3 separate regions of the Sus scrofa genome follow, and regions 2 and 3 are each linked to region 1. A link is a contact called in public HiChIP or PLAC-seq data. All regions are on one chromosome and are shown on one strand. Each heading gives the region's core, a stretch centred on a gene start, on an enhancer-like site or on the middle of the called end of the contact. The rest is flanking DNA. Distances are from core to core; before and after follow the strand shown. Region 1 overlaps TRPM3 (transient receptor potential cation channel subfamily M member 3). Region 2 has its middle 66 kb from the start of MAMDC2. Region 3 has its middle 27 kb from the start of MAMDC2.

Region 1 (3,773 bases), core at 635-3,134:
TATCTTGCTCTCTCCCCTACACTGTCAACTTTGAGGACCGACTCTTTGTTCCTCAGGGCCTGAGACATAAGAGACAATAAATATTTGTTGGCTATTGGCACAGACACCTCACAGCACTTCTCCACTCCTTTGTATATCCCAGCTTTGGGTGGTACTCTTATCTTAAATCTAGAGTACTTCTTGCTGCCACACTATGAAATGCACAGTTGGAGAGTAGGAGTTGCCACCCATACTGTACCATAGCCCACCCCAGGACATGAGGAACCTTGAGAGGCTACGTAGCAGGGCTACTTCACGAATCATTTGTGTATACCTCTGAGATTTCCACCTCCTCAAGCCATGACTCACCCCTTTCCTGACTAAGGACCTCTCAACAGAGTGGAGAGCAGAGACTGGGCTCAGGTCTAATCAGCAGCTATTTGAATCCCCAAGACCCCTTTAATGGCTTGCCTTACCCTGAAATATTAAGGAAGGGAGGTCATAATAAGAAAGGACTGGGGCTTGAGCAAGATACCAGGGGCCACCTGGTAGCCTCATTCCTCAACCCTGGCCCTTAGCATGTACCAGAAGCACCTGGAGGGCTGGTGAAAACACAATTGCCTGGGCCCATGCTCCTGGCCTTTCTGCTTCAGTATGCCTGGTGTGGGGTTTGAGGATTTCCATTTCTAACAAGCTCCCAGGTCATGCCAGTGACAAGTTGGGAGCCACTGTTCTACGCATGAGGAATTCCTGCAGCAGTTATTGTTCTGACGGCTTCTGGCCCCCAAGCTCCATCTTAACTAGCAAATGGTGCACATGGGCACGCAAGCAAGTGCTGGGGGGTAGTGAATGCTTTGGCGTTTTTCTATCCTTTTGCTAAGGCTTATAGTATAACTTTTTAAAACAATGAAATTTTTGTGAAATCACAACATAAAAAAAGATCAGATTGACTGGGGTGAGACAGGAGTGAAAAGGGCACCTTCCCTTCTCCAGCCAGCTCTTAGGTACCTTGGGATTCCAGGGCTCTGAGGAGTGCTCCAGTTTGCAACCACTGGGGGAGTGGAAAGAGCAGTGGACCTAGAGCTGGGTCAGTCCGCTTAAGACCCACCTCTGCTTTGCAGCTGTGGAATGCAGGAAAATTGCTTAATCTCTGAGTCTTAGTTCCCATACCTAGTCAAGTGGGGATGTCTTCCCAACCACCATTTTCCCAATGGAGCTGCAGGAGGCAGCCCCACAGAAGAGAAGGCCCGCCTACCTCACGGGAGAGCAGTTATGCGCTATTAAGGGATCACCAGGCTTGTTTAGTGACTATGCACATAAGTATGTGGTGCCGGGAAGGGGTGGGCAGAGTGGGAAACCACAAAGCCCTCCTTGTATAGCCCTGGGAAGGCAGGGAAGCCCATGAAACTTTCCCCTGTTTCCAGGACCTTGTGACTGAGGTCTGGGGGGCCCGAGTGCTCTGAGGCTGCGCAAGGAGGGATCCTAGGCACAGGAGCAGTTCTTACTTCCCTAATGAGCCCAGGGATGCCGGGGAATTGGCAAGGGGGCCACCTCACCAAGTGGCTGAAGAGGGAAAGGTCAAGTACTTAGGTAGCCAATGCTTCCAGCCCCACAGCTTCTTCTTCAACAAGGACTCTAGGTTGACCCCCTGCTGACCCCAGGCTAAAAAGCCCTGCCCGCCCTCCCTGCTGCTATATGCTGCCTCAGGAGAAATAGATAGCCAGGCCTTGAGATTCCTGGCAGCCCGCCGGCTTGGCAGCCTCTTCCAGAACAGTCCGTGGAGTACAGACTGCTCCCTGTCTTCTTCCAGTCTAGTCCCTGGAGAGATTCCAGTCGCCCTGCTCAAGTCTTTCCCTTTTCTGCTTATCATGGGGAGGGAATATGCATCTGGGCTTTAAATCACAAAGCCAGCGAGCTGGCACTTCACAGCAATAGAGGCCCTAGCAGCAGTGGCCTCAGTTCTCAGAGAGCTACACAAAGACCAGAGCGAATTTATTACTGTTTTTCAGTTTACAAATGGGAAATGCACAACACTGGTCAGGAAGTGGATGGCATTATGAATGGGAAAACCTAAGTGTAGACAACTAGTTGGAACAAGGCAAAGGCATCCATTTAAAAAAAAAAAAAAAAAAAAGCCCCTTATAAAATGGGGCCAGTGTACCCACCTCCAAACTCTCAGGATGGGGGCATGCTGGTTAGAATTTAAATTCCCCAAAGCGCTTTAAAAACCCATGAGAAGGGCTCTAAATATTTATGCATATTTTTTTAAAAAATGACCCCAATTTGATGGCATCTTTTTTTCCTCCGGAGAACATTTTAAAGCTAAGCCCTATGACAGTAAGGTCCTCTTAACCTGTCTTAGTAATGAGGGCAAGGGTGAATTTGTGGGTCTGTAGGAATTTTTACTATGGAGCCCAATATATTTGCTCACTCACTATAGGACAGCAAGCAGGGTTTTTCCACAGCTCTTGAGATTGCAATAGACTTGATAGGGATTAATTCCTCCAGAAAATCCTCTCCAGCTGACTGCAGTTCCAGGGGAAATACAGAGGAATCCTCATACCACACGAACCTGCTTCCCTGATGGGCTTGAGCATGGGATTCAGGAGTGTTGGGCAGGGTTGCAGAGCCCTCTGGTGGATTACTGCTTGACTACATTCTCTCAAAGGGTTCTGAGTCTATGATGTCTCCCAAGGCTAGCTGTTACTTCCAATAAGTCACAGGAGGGTGGCTTTTTGATGGCTCCTGGGACAGTATGGGGTTGGAGGGAAAAGAGGGGGATCCATGCCCTCAGCCTGAAGGATAAAAAAAATATGTTCAACTTGCCTAGGGCTGGTGCAGAGGCTGGCACGTAAGAAATGGGAGTAAGAAATGTTGAGAAGGAATTAACCAAGGGAGGGAGTCAATTAGTGAAAAAAAGCACAGTTCCTCTTAGAGCTGCTGAAATGCATTTTCAGAATCACAGGTATTGGAGGACCGTGTGCACAGAGACCCAGAGTTAAGGGGTTAGAACAGGAGTTAAGAGCTGAAAACTTAAAAGACGTAAAGAAAAATTTTTCAGTGTAGAAAATATTTAAAAGGCATGTTTATCAGAAAAGAGAGGTGTAAATAGCCAGTGAAAACAAATGGAGAATTTCTTGAGGGCAAGAGCTATGCTAGCAGAAAACAGACAAGAGTCTAAGCACGGGTGGAGTTATAACCTTATAAACGCACACCAAAGTTTCCCAGGTTTGTCTGCAGCCCTTGAAGCCAAGTCCTATATTTCTTTGGCAGCATTAGAGAAAGTTTCTGGCTTAATTGGGATCCTGAGCGTTCCCTGATCCCCTTCATCCACAGGTGTAACTAACCACTGTCTTTCTGGTTTTTTTTTTTTTTTTTTTTTTTTTTAATGAAAGCAGTTACCTCTCTCATCTTTTCTATTCCCAGGGTGAAAATATAGGAAATGACGATCCATTCCTGGGTGGAAGGCCAGCGCTCCATCTTCACCAACACGATATAGTTGAAGAGCATCAAGTATCCGATGTACGCCAGCTGTAAGGAAACACAATACAGTGCTCTGGCTGCAGAGACCTGGGAGCCCCGCCCTCGGGCAAGGTTACGGTGCTGGAGGACATAACAAGGTCGGCAAGTAGGACTAGCAATTTGCAAAGCGATGAACTTCTAAACTATCAAAAGAATTTTAAGAGGCTAACATTTGAAATAATTTGATGTACACTCTTCCTTTTGATCCTGGTGTATTTCTGTGTCCCAAAACTTTGCTTGTACCCATGTTGTCATGACACACCATTTTGTTC
Region 2 (3,773 bases), core at 825-3,324, 420 kb before region 1:
AACTGTGAATTTTTAACAGTCCCAAACCGTGAGTCAGATTTTTCAAATGAGCGCAAATGTCTCCAAGTTCTTATCTCCTGGTGGAAATACTACAATGAGAACTAAGATTATGGTGGGACATCTTTGGAATATTGGAGGACATGGGACATTATCTTGCTTTTTCTTAATTCTGATTCATCGCATATGGATTTTTTTCTTTGTTGATATTTTATGAAGTGAAACAAAATCCTTCAGGGGGTAACCTACTGACAGCTCAGATCATTAGTGTTTCCTACCTGCATTAGCAAAAGAAGATAATTGTTGGAAAGATAATGAGGGACATCTGTTTCTTTGCTGAGATTTTCAAAATCAGATCTGCCTATGGTGCCAGTGTAGAAGGAGCTAAACAAGGTTTCAAGACGCAAAAGAAAATCAGAATTGTTTTATTCCCTGAAAGACCATGAGATGTATGGGTCGTCTTTCCATAACTCATGACACTCTTTTCTCATTTCGGTTTGGATTGTGTTCAAGCATCATTTTAACAGCACCTATTCATTCTTTCTCTGCATTGATCCATTTGGTTCATTGCAAAAGCACTCAGTAGGGAAGCAGCTTTATTAATTTTCTTACCATTGCCTTGGTGCAAGCTCGGCTGCATCTCTTTTCTCTGTCCCTAGGTGACTTTACCATAGCTTTTCAGGTACTTTCAGGTATTAACAAATAGCCTCATTTTTAAGGATTAAGCTCAGTCTAGTCAGAACTCCAATTTTTCATCCAGTTCAAATCTTCCTGTAGACCAGAGCACAGAACAGCAGCAGAGAAGGGATTAGGCTTTATTTCCTCATCTCCTCCCCTTTGCTCTTTCCTTCCTCTTCCCCTACTCACTATGCCCCTCCAGAGTTGGGGGAGGCAGGCTGGGGGTGGAACAGAAATGGAAGGGAAGGTGACAAAAGGTTCTATGTGACCCGTGTTGTTTAATCTGGAGTTAGTGCCCTTCACACTGCAGGTGGCCAAATGCTGGCTATTTCTGTCATGGCCAATGATAAAAATGATGTACTCTCTGAAGGCCATCAATGAATCCCCCTTAGTACCTGTTAGTAGGTACACCCCACTAGCCCCTTTCTGTTGGGTTACCACCCCACATGCAGCCCTTTTGAGAAGAATCTTTTAAGGCAGTCTAGCCCAGTTGCCTTCTGAGTTGCCCACTTAGGTTTAGGAAAAACTCAAATCTTTGCTCCATCCAACCTGGAAGTACAGCTAGATCCCTGCAGCAAAATCCTTCTCTCCCTGCTGCCCCCACAGATCCCTACAACCTCTGGCTGCATGCAGTCAAGAGTCAGGCCCTAGCCTCTATGCCCCACAAACTGCAGGTACCACTGATCACATTCTCCCAGTAACTGTGCCACCAGTTATCTCATGGCCCAAGGCAATCACAGGACCCAGGAACTCCTGCAAGCCTGGGCGGGGATGAGATGAGATGGTAATTTCCCTCCCTGCCCCCTGTACAAGTGATTCCCTGAAGCCCCCATCTCTTGGATCAGGTAAGAAAAGGAAAGCAGTCCCCTCCTGTTCCCTTGAGGGGTCAAAAGGAAACCCATGACAGGTCACCTCTGTGACAGTTCTCTTCAAAGAAACTTGGTCTTCCTTCTCTCTGTCCCTCTTTAGTCTTCTCATATATACATGCTGGAGGGGTGAGATGGGCTAAATCTGGTAGAGCTGGCTTAGATTCTGGGTCTGCTGCAGTGTAGTATATTCAACACTGATGATCAGCACCATTCTTTAGAAAATAGAGGTATTTGTCCCCAGTTGTTCTTGGCTCTGAGGTCTTAGCAGAAGCCAGGAGAAGCCCCACTTCATGTTCGGACTCTGTCACAGTAAAACTTACCCAAACCCTTAGAACTAAATGTTCAGAAGATGACTCTCGGATCCGTGGACTGGGAGGGCGGGCATGATAACTTGCTGTCCTTGGGTGCTGTCTCCTCACAATGGCAGCAGACCAGCTGGCATCCTTTCTTCAGACCAAACTTTCCCCCTTACCCGGGAGACAGCTTGTCCAGACAACCATGACACAGATGCAGGCGTCACAGCTGGAGTACAAATGTGGCCAACGGAGCCAAGTCACAACTGAGTCAGAGGATGCCGCTGGCATTGCAGCCAAGCCCAGGGCAATCTTTGTGGAATGCTGGTGAGCCAGACAGTTTGAAAAGAAAACTTCAGGAGCTGCCCTCAAAGTTCTTTTCCTAGTTCAAGGGAAATTGGCTGACTACCAGAGGTCTTCTGGTTCCAGATGGAAAGTCAAGCTAATACAGAGGACCGCTGCAAGAAAGGAAGAAAATCCTCTTCAGAATCAAGTGTGCCCATGCCGTCACTGCAGGCATGATGCCAGAAGGAGCCTGATCTTTCAGCAGGATCCCCGATGATTTAGTTGATTATAGTATCCTTTATACCTAAGGGCTGTCTACGCTTAGTTTCATCTATGCAAACTTAAAGGATCTGATGAAATTTGCTTCTTTTAGAGATTCCGGAGGCTCTAGAACCCTGGACCAGATAGGAGGGTTGGTCTTAATGAGCTGAGCAGGGAAATTCTCATAGTATTGACACTAGACATAATTTTTTTTTTTTTTTGTCTTTTTAGTGCCACACCCACAGCATATGGATGTTCCCAGGCTAGGGGTCAATCGAAGCTGTAGCTGCCGTCCTACACCACAGCCACAGCAACGCAGGATCTGAGCCATGTCTGCAACTTACACCATAGCTCATGGCTCACCAGATCCTTAACCCACTGAGCAAGTCCAGGGATCGAACCTACATCCTCGTGGATGTTAGTTGGGTTTGTTAACTGCGGAGCCACGATGGGAACTCTGAGACATAATTTTCCATAAACTCCAGGTGACCTTTCTCATTCCCCTAGGAAAGGTACACAGAATGGTGCCTGTACCCCCCACCCAGTGGCTCCTCTTGCTCAGATCAGATCATACCCACTGACACACATCCAGCCTCCAGCCCAGCCTGGGGCAGACACCTGGTAACTTGTGAATCATCCTCCTCCTTCAGCTGAGATGATAGATTTTAGGAGCTGTCTTTTGTTTCCCAGTGAGAAACAGTCTTACTCAGATTGTCAGTAAATAATACCCAACCTTAGCAACGAATGAACGGTGGCGGGGAGGGGGGGCAATAGAATGTGGTCTAGTCTAGTGGTTCCATGTGAGACTTGGTGTCAGCAGTCCTGCTCTGATTCCCAGCAGCCTCTGACTCACGTTGAGCAGGTCACATTGTGTTTGCTGTTGTTTGGGATCAGAAATGGGATTGTGGCTCCCTTGGCCTAGTATCTTGTGCATGCGTTGTTAATGAGGCACTTAGCTGTAAATCCAGGGATGAAAATATGTCCACACAGAAGGTGGGGAAGTAGCCTTTAAAGAACGCTGTCAGAAAACTGTTGTCTGTGAGGAAGACACACTCATCATGGGATGGGGTGTGAGACATTGCTCTAAACACACTCCAGATGTAGAATGAATACTTGCAAGAGGATTTGTGAGGTCTCCTAGATTTATTGAGAGTCTCCTGGAGTCTTTTGTGGTGCCCCTCATCCTGGATAGACTGATATCCCACTTCGTGGCTGTGTCAGTTTGGGTCCTTCAGGAAGCAGAATTAGGTAGAATTCTAAACTGGAATTAGATAGAAAGAGACTTACTGGGGGAAATGGCTTTGAAGGATAAGGCGGAGAGCTGGAGAGGCTGGGGCTCAGGCCACGAATCCATTAGGCCTAGAAGTCATGGTGCCTAGGAGCCATGGCA
Region 3 (3,773 bases), core at 846-3,345, 390 kb before region 1:
AAAAGAAACCAGTCACTTCAGCCAGTGTTGAGCTCTTTAACAATCTTTTTAAACTACACGCACGACCAGGGTCTGTGGTTGTGTATTCCAGAGCTCCCTGCAAAGCTTCACTTCTTCCCTCCCTTAGCAAAATCATATTGACTGTGTTGGGTGACACTTAAACTATGACACTTCCTGCAGTTAAAATCAGTCACCCAGATTCTTTTAAAACTCCGTCCTGATTTGGTTTGGGAAAGTAAGTTCCTGACATATCTGTTTCTCTACTTTTTCTTCCACTTTTAACAGGTTAAGAGGCAGTCTAGTCCCTCTGACTATCACAGCTTTGTGGCTGGGTTTCTGTACAGACTCTCTCTCCATCCCACTGCCTCTCCCTGAAAAAAAAAAAAAAGCTTTAGGAGAGGCTTGAAATTATATACTATGAGGAAAGTTTTCTCCATTACTCTTTTGGATCTGCTGCCTGTCATTATGTTATTTTGAGGGAGAAGATCATTGTTTTTTGAAAGGGAGACAAGCTTGGGTTGGGGGGTGGGGGAGACACACTGTTGCCCTTTGACAATTTGCAGATTTCTGAAGCAGGAAATTGGAACAGTAAAGCCCTGATCATCTTGGGGATGATTATTCAGCTGGAGTCTTAGTCCATCTCCCTTGCCTTTCTGCTCTTTTGCCTTTTCTTTCCAGGATCTAAGGATATTTCATTCCTCGTTAAAACCACCACCTGGTGATGTGCAGAGGAAGAGAAAACTAATTCCATCCAGTCCCTTTTTATAATGTAAACAACTGTCCTGCTTTGACTGAAGAGAATGAATAGTTTGAAATTGACAGTGAATCCAAAAAGGAGGTCCAGATCTTGAAAGCGACTCACATAGGGACTACATGTAATAGGAGCTGAGCAAGTGGGATTTGAAAGTACAGCAGTTTTCTACCCCCTCGATCACTGGTTCTCTCAAAATCTCAGAGATTTTGCCCCTGCCTGCCCCTGCCTGCCCCACCCCCTCCACATCCTCAAAGGGACCTTTGGCAATGTTTGGAGACATGTTTTCTCCAACATGTTATGACTTGTGAATGATATTGGTATCTAGTGGGTAGGAACCAGGAATGCTTAAAATCCTGCAGTGCACAGGGCAGTGACCCACAGCAAAGAACTATCTAGCCCCAAATATCAATAGTAAATAAATGATCACGTGCAATTCTGTTTTAAGTATGATAAAAAGTAAGTTAAATCATATTTTGATCCTTCCTTGACTATATTTACAATTGTTTGCAATTTTTTTTTATTTTCAATTAATTTATTTATGTATTTATTTAGCGCTGCACCCACGGCATGTGGAGGTTCCCAGGCCAGGGGTCCAGTCAAAGCTACAGCTGCCAGCCTACACCACAGCTGTAGCAACATCAGATCTGAGCCACATCTGTGACCTATGCCACAACTCACTTAATCACCAGATCCTTAACCCACTGAGTGAGGTCAGGGAGCAAACCCGCAACCTCACCATTCCTAGTCAGATTCCTTTCCTCCTACGCCATGATGGGAACTCCACAAATGTGTTTTTAATTGCTCTCCATTCAGTGCCTATTTTTATTTCCAAAATTAGGTAAATTTGAAATCAGTTTTTACTTAATATTCTCAATCAAAACAAAAATTTTTAAATATCACCAATCCCTAAGGACTGGAATCTGTATTAAACTGAAACAAATTGATTTACACAAAGCTAACTTAACCCTAACTCTTAAGAGGTCTGCAAAGTATCAGGAACACCTGTCTAAGGGATAGCATTTTACTTTGTCCCTCTTCTTTTCCCCTCTCACATAGGCAATAGTATATATTCAAAGTGCGTAAGATTTTTTTCCCAGTCTCTAGAGATATTCTCTGTGTCTTGAAATACTGACTAAAATGAAATAAGCACTGTTTTTGAAAAAGAGCTATAAAGAAAGGAGAGGTTAAGGAAATGGGCAATTTCCTTTTTGTCACATTCGTAACAGGACCCAGGGACAGATTTCTTAAGAACAGACCAAAATGTTTGGCTTTCTCTTTGCCTGTGTCAGCCAGGCCTAGTCATCAGCTTACCTAATCACCAACTGCCCTAAAATAACCTCTGCACCTCAAGCAGCCTCAAAATGTAAGAAGGCAGCACAAGAATAGGAGCTGACATTATGAGCATTATTAATAGCAGGTGGAAATCCAATGTGTTAGACTGAAATTAATCTGGTCCTGTTTCTTTTGTGTGTTGGAATGCAGATAGACAACTGCAAACTGATCTGAGGTTTGAGCCCACAGTTTGAATCTAGTACATAGCTGGCTGAATTTGCAGATCTTTTATCAGACAGGACAACATGTGGCCTGGCCAGTATTGTAAGTGTAGAAAATCTTCTAAGATAGGAATAACCTAGTGACTTACCGTGGTCCAGAACATCTTCAGCATTTCGTTTAACCCTCTGTGGCAGTTTACACATTTGTTTGGCATGTCCAAAAGGAGCCAGGAAGCTCTACCCCGTGGAACTTTCTGCAATGAGGAAGTTTGCATAACTGCCGTGTCCAACTCACTTGACCACTAGCTATTTGTGGTTACTGAGCACTTGAAATGTGGTTAGTGCACCTAAGGGAAATGAACTTTTAATTCTATTTAATTTTATTTTATATAACCACATGTGCTCATGACTACTGTAGTAAATAATGCCAATCTGAAAAACAGTAACTCATTATTCCACATCTTAATTATAGATAACTTGAATCTTCTTTTTTCTCAATTATAAATATAACAAAATTAAAGAATGGTTAGAAAATAAAAGGAAATTCTGTTCAATACCCATAATTTTATGATCCTTCACAGAATTGTTAGGCATTCGGTAATGTTAAAGATTTTATCCAATGTATTTTTAGATGAATTAGATATAATTTGTCTTATTTTGTTGTATTTTATCTGTTAAAACCTTCTTTTTTCATTTTAATTATGAGTGGAATATATATTTCTGCTACTAAATAATATTCATAAGCTATCAGAGTGAATGATTGCCTTTCTTAGATTGAAGCATCGTAGTTTATTTATTTCCCCTATTTTTGAAATCTTAGGTTATTTCATTTGTTTGCTTGCTCGCTTGGTCTTATGGTCATTATGAAATAATGCTGTAGTCAACATGTGAAAGCAGATTAACATTTCTTCTCTTTAGGACATGTTTACATGCCAATTGTTTGAGTCTAATATACGTTAACAGTTTATACAGTGAATCATTTCACTGCCACAGATTCATTTTGAAAAAGTACTTTATCACTATTTTTGTCAAAAATAGACTTTAAAGCCACAAAAGGAAAAGAAAGCCAAGACTTTTCTCTCTGTACCACAATTAATTCAGTAATTTATAAGACAGATTATTATTCCCTCCTGTATAACACGAAGAATTGCTGATAAAATATAACTGCACTCAGGGCTGATAGCATAAACCGCTTTGCAAGTGGGGAATAAGTTCACACGCATAAATCCTACAAATAAAATCCTCCTTTGGAGATCCATAGAGATAAGAAAACTAATGGAAGTTATACAAAAAACCCAGAACACCCCCTTTTATTTTGTTCATTGTAAGTATATGTACTTACGTATTATTACATCTTCAAACTATCCTTTTTATAATTTAAAGTAATATAAATACATAAAAAGTTTAAATAAGTAAACTTTCACACATCTTACAATTAGTAGTTATTCTGAAGATACTGGCTTACAACCTTTTATATTTTGCATAGTGGTAAACTGCATGTGATTTTAAAATTTCTTTTTAAATGA

The links. HiChIP or PLAC-seq counts read pairs in DNA pulled down with a chosen protein or histone mark.
Region 2: an H3K27ac HiChIP or PLAC-seq map of skeletal muscle shows a contact between it and region 1, with 6 times the contacts expected there. The contact joins two enhancer-like sites. A contact is called at or near these places in 1 of 47 Hi-C or Micro-C datasets (embryonic fibroblasts) and 1 of 2 datasets of contacts at active chromatin or transcription factors (skeletal muscle).
Region 3: an H3K27ac HiChIP or PLAC-seq map of skeletal muscle shows a contact between it and region 1. The contact joins two enhancer-like sites. A contact is called at or near these places in 2 of 47 Hi-C or Micro-C datasets (psoas muscle and skeletal muscle) and 1 of 2 datasets of contacts at active chromatin or transcription factors (skeletal muscle).

What each region holds. Positions count from the first base shown.
Region 1 is chr1:223,898,362-223,902,134 of Sscrofa11.1, forward strand. It overlaps TRPM3 (transient receptor potential cation channel subfamily M member 3), which reads right to left. Exons shown (of 27, transcript XM_021074417.1): 21 at 3,382-3,510. Among named protein-coding and RNA genes, the nearest start is that of KLF9, 150 kb to the left of the region's middle. Within about 2 kb of position 1,885, at least 37 of the 83 cell types and tissues checked have an H3K27ac peak or open chromatin away from gene starts, as enhancers often do. A contact at or near this core is called in embryonic fibroblasts and skeletal muscle, where this site is marked.
Region 2 is chr1:223,473,182-223,476,954 of Sscrofa11.1, forward strand. No RefSeq gene overlaps it. Among named protein-coding and RNA genes, the nearest start is that of MAMDC2, 66 kb to the right of the region's middle. Within about 2 kb of position 2,075, at least 6 of the 83 cell types and tissues checked have an H3K27ac peak or open chromatin away from gene starts, as enhancers often do. A contact at or near this core is called in embryonic fibroblasts and skeletal muscle, where this site is marked.
Region 3 is chr1:223,512,431-223,516,203 of Sscrofa11.1, forward strand. No RefSeq gene overlaps it. Among named protein-coding and RNA genes, the nearest start is that of MAMDC2, 27 kb to the right of the region's middle. Within about 2 kb of position 2,096, at least 10 of the 83 cell types and tissues checked have an H3K27ac peak or open chromatin away from gene starts, as enhancers often do. A contact at or near this core is called in skeletal muscle, where this site is marked.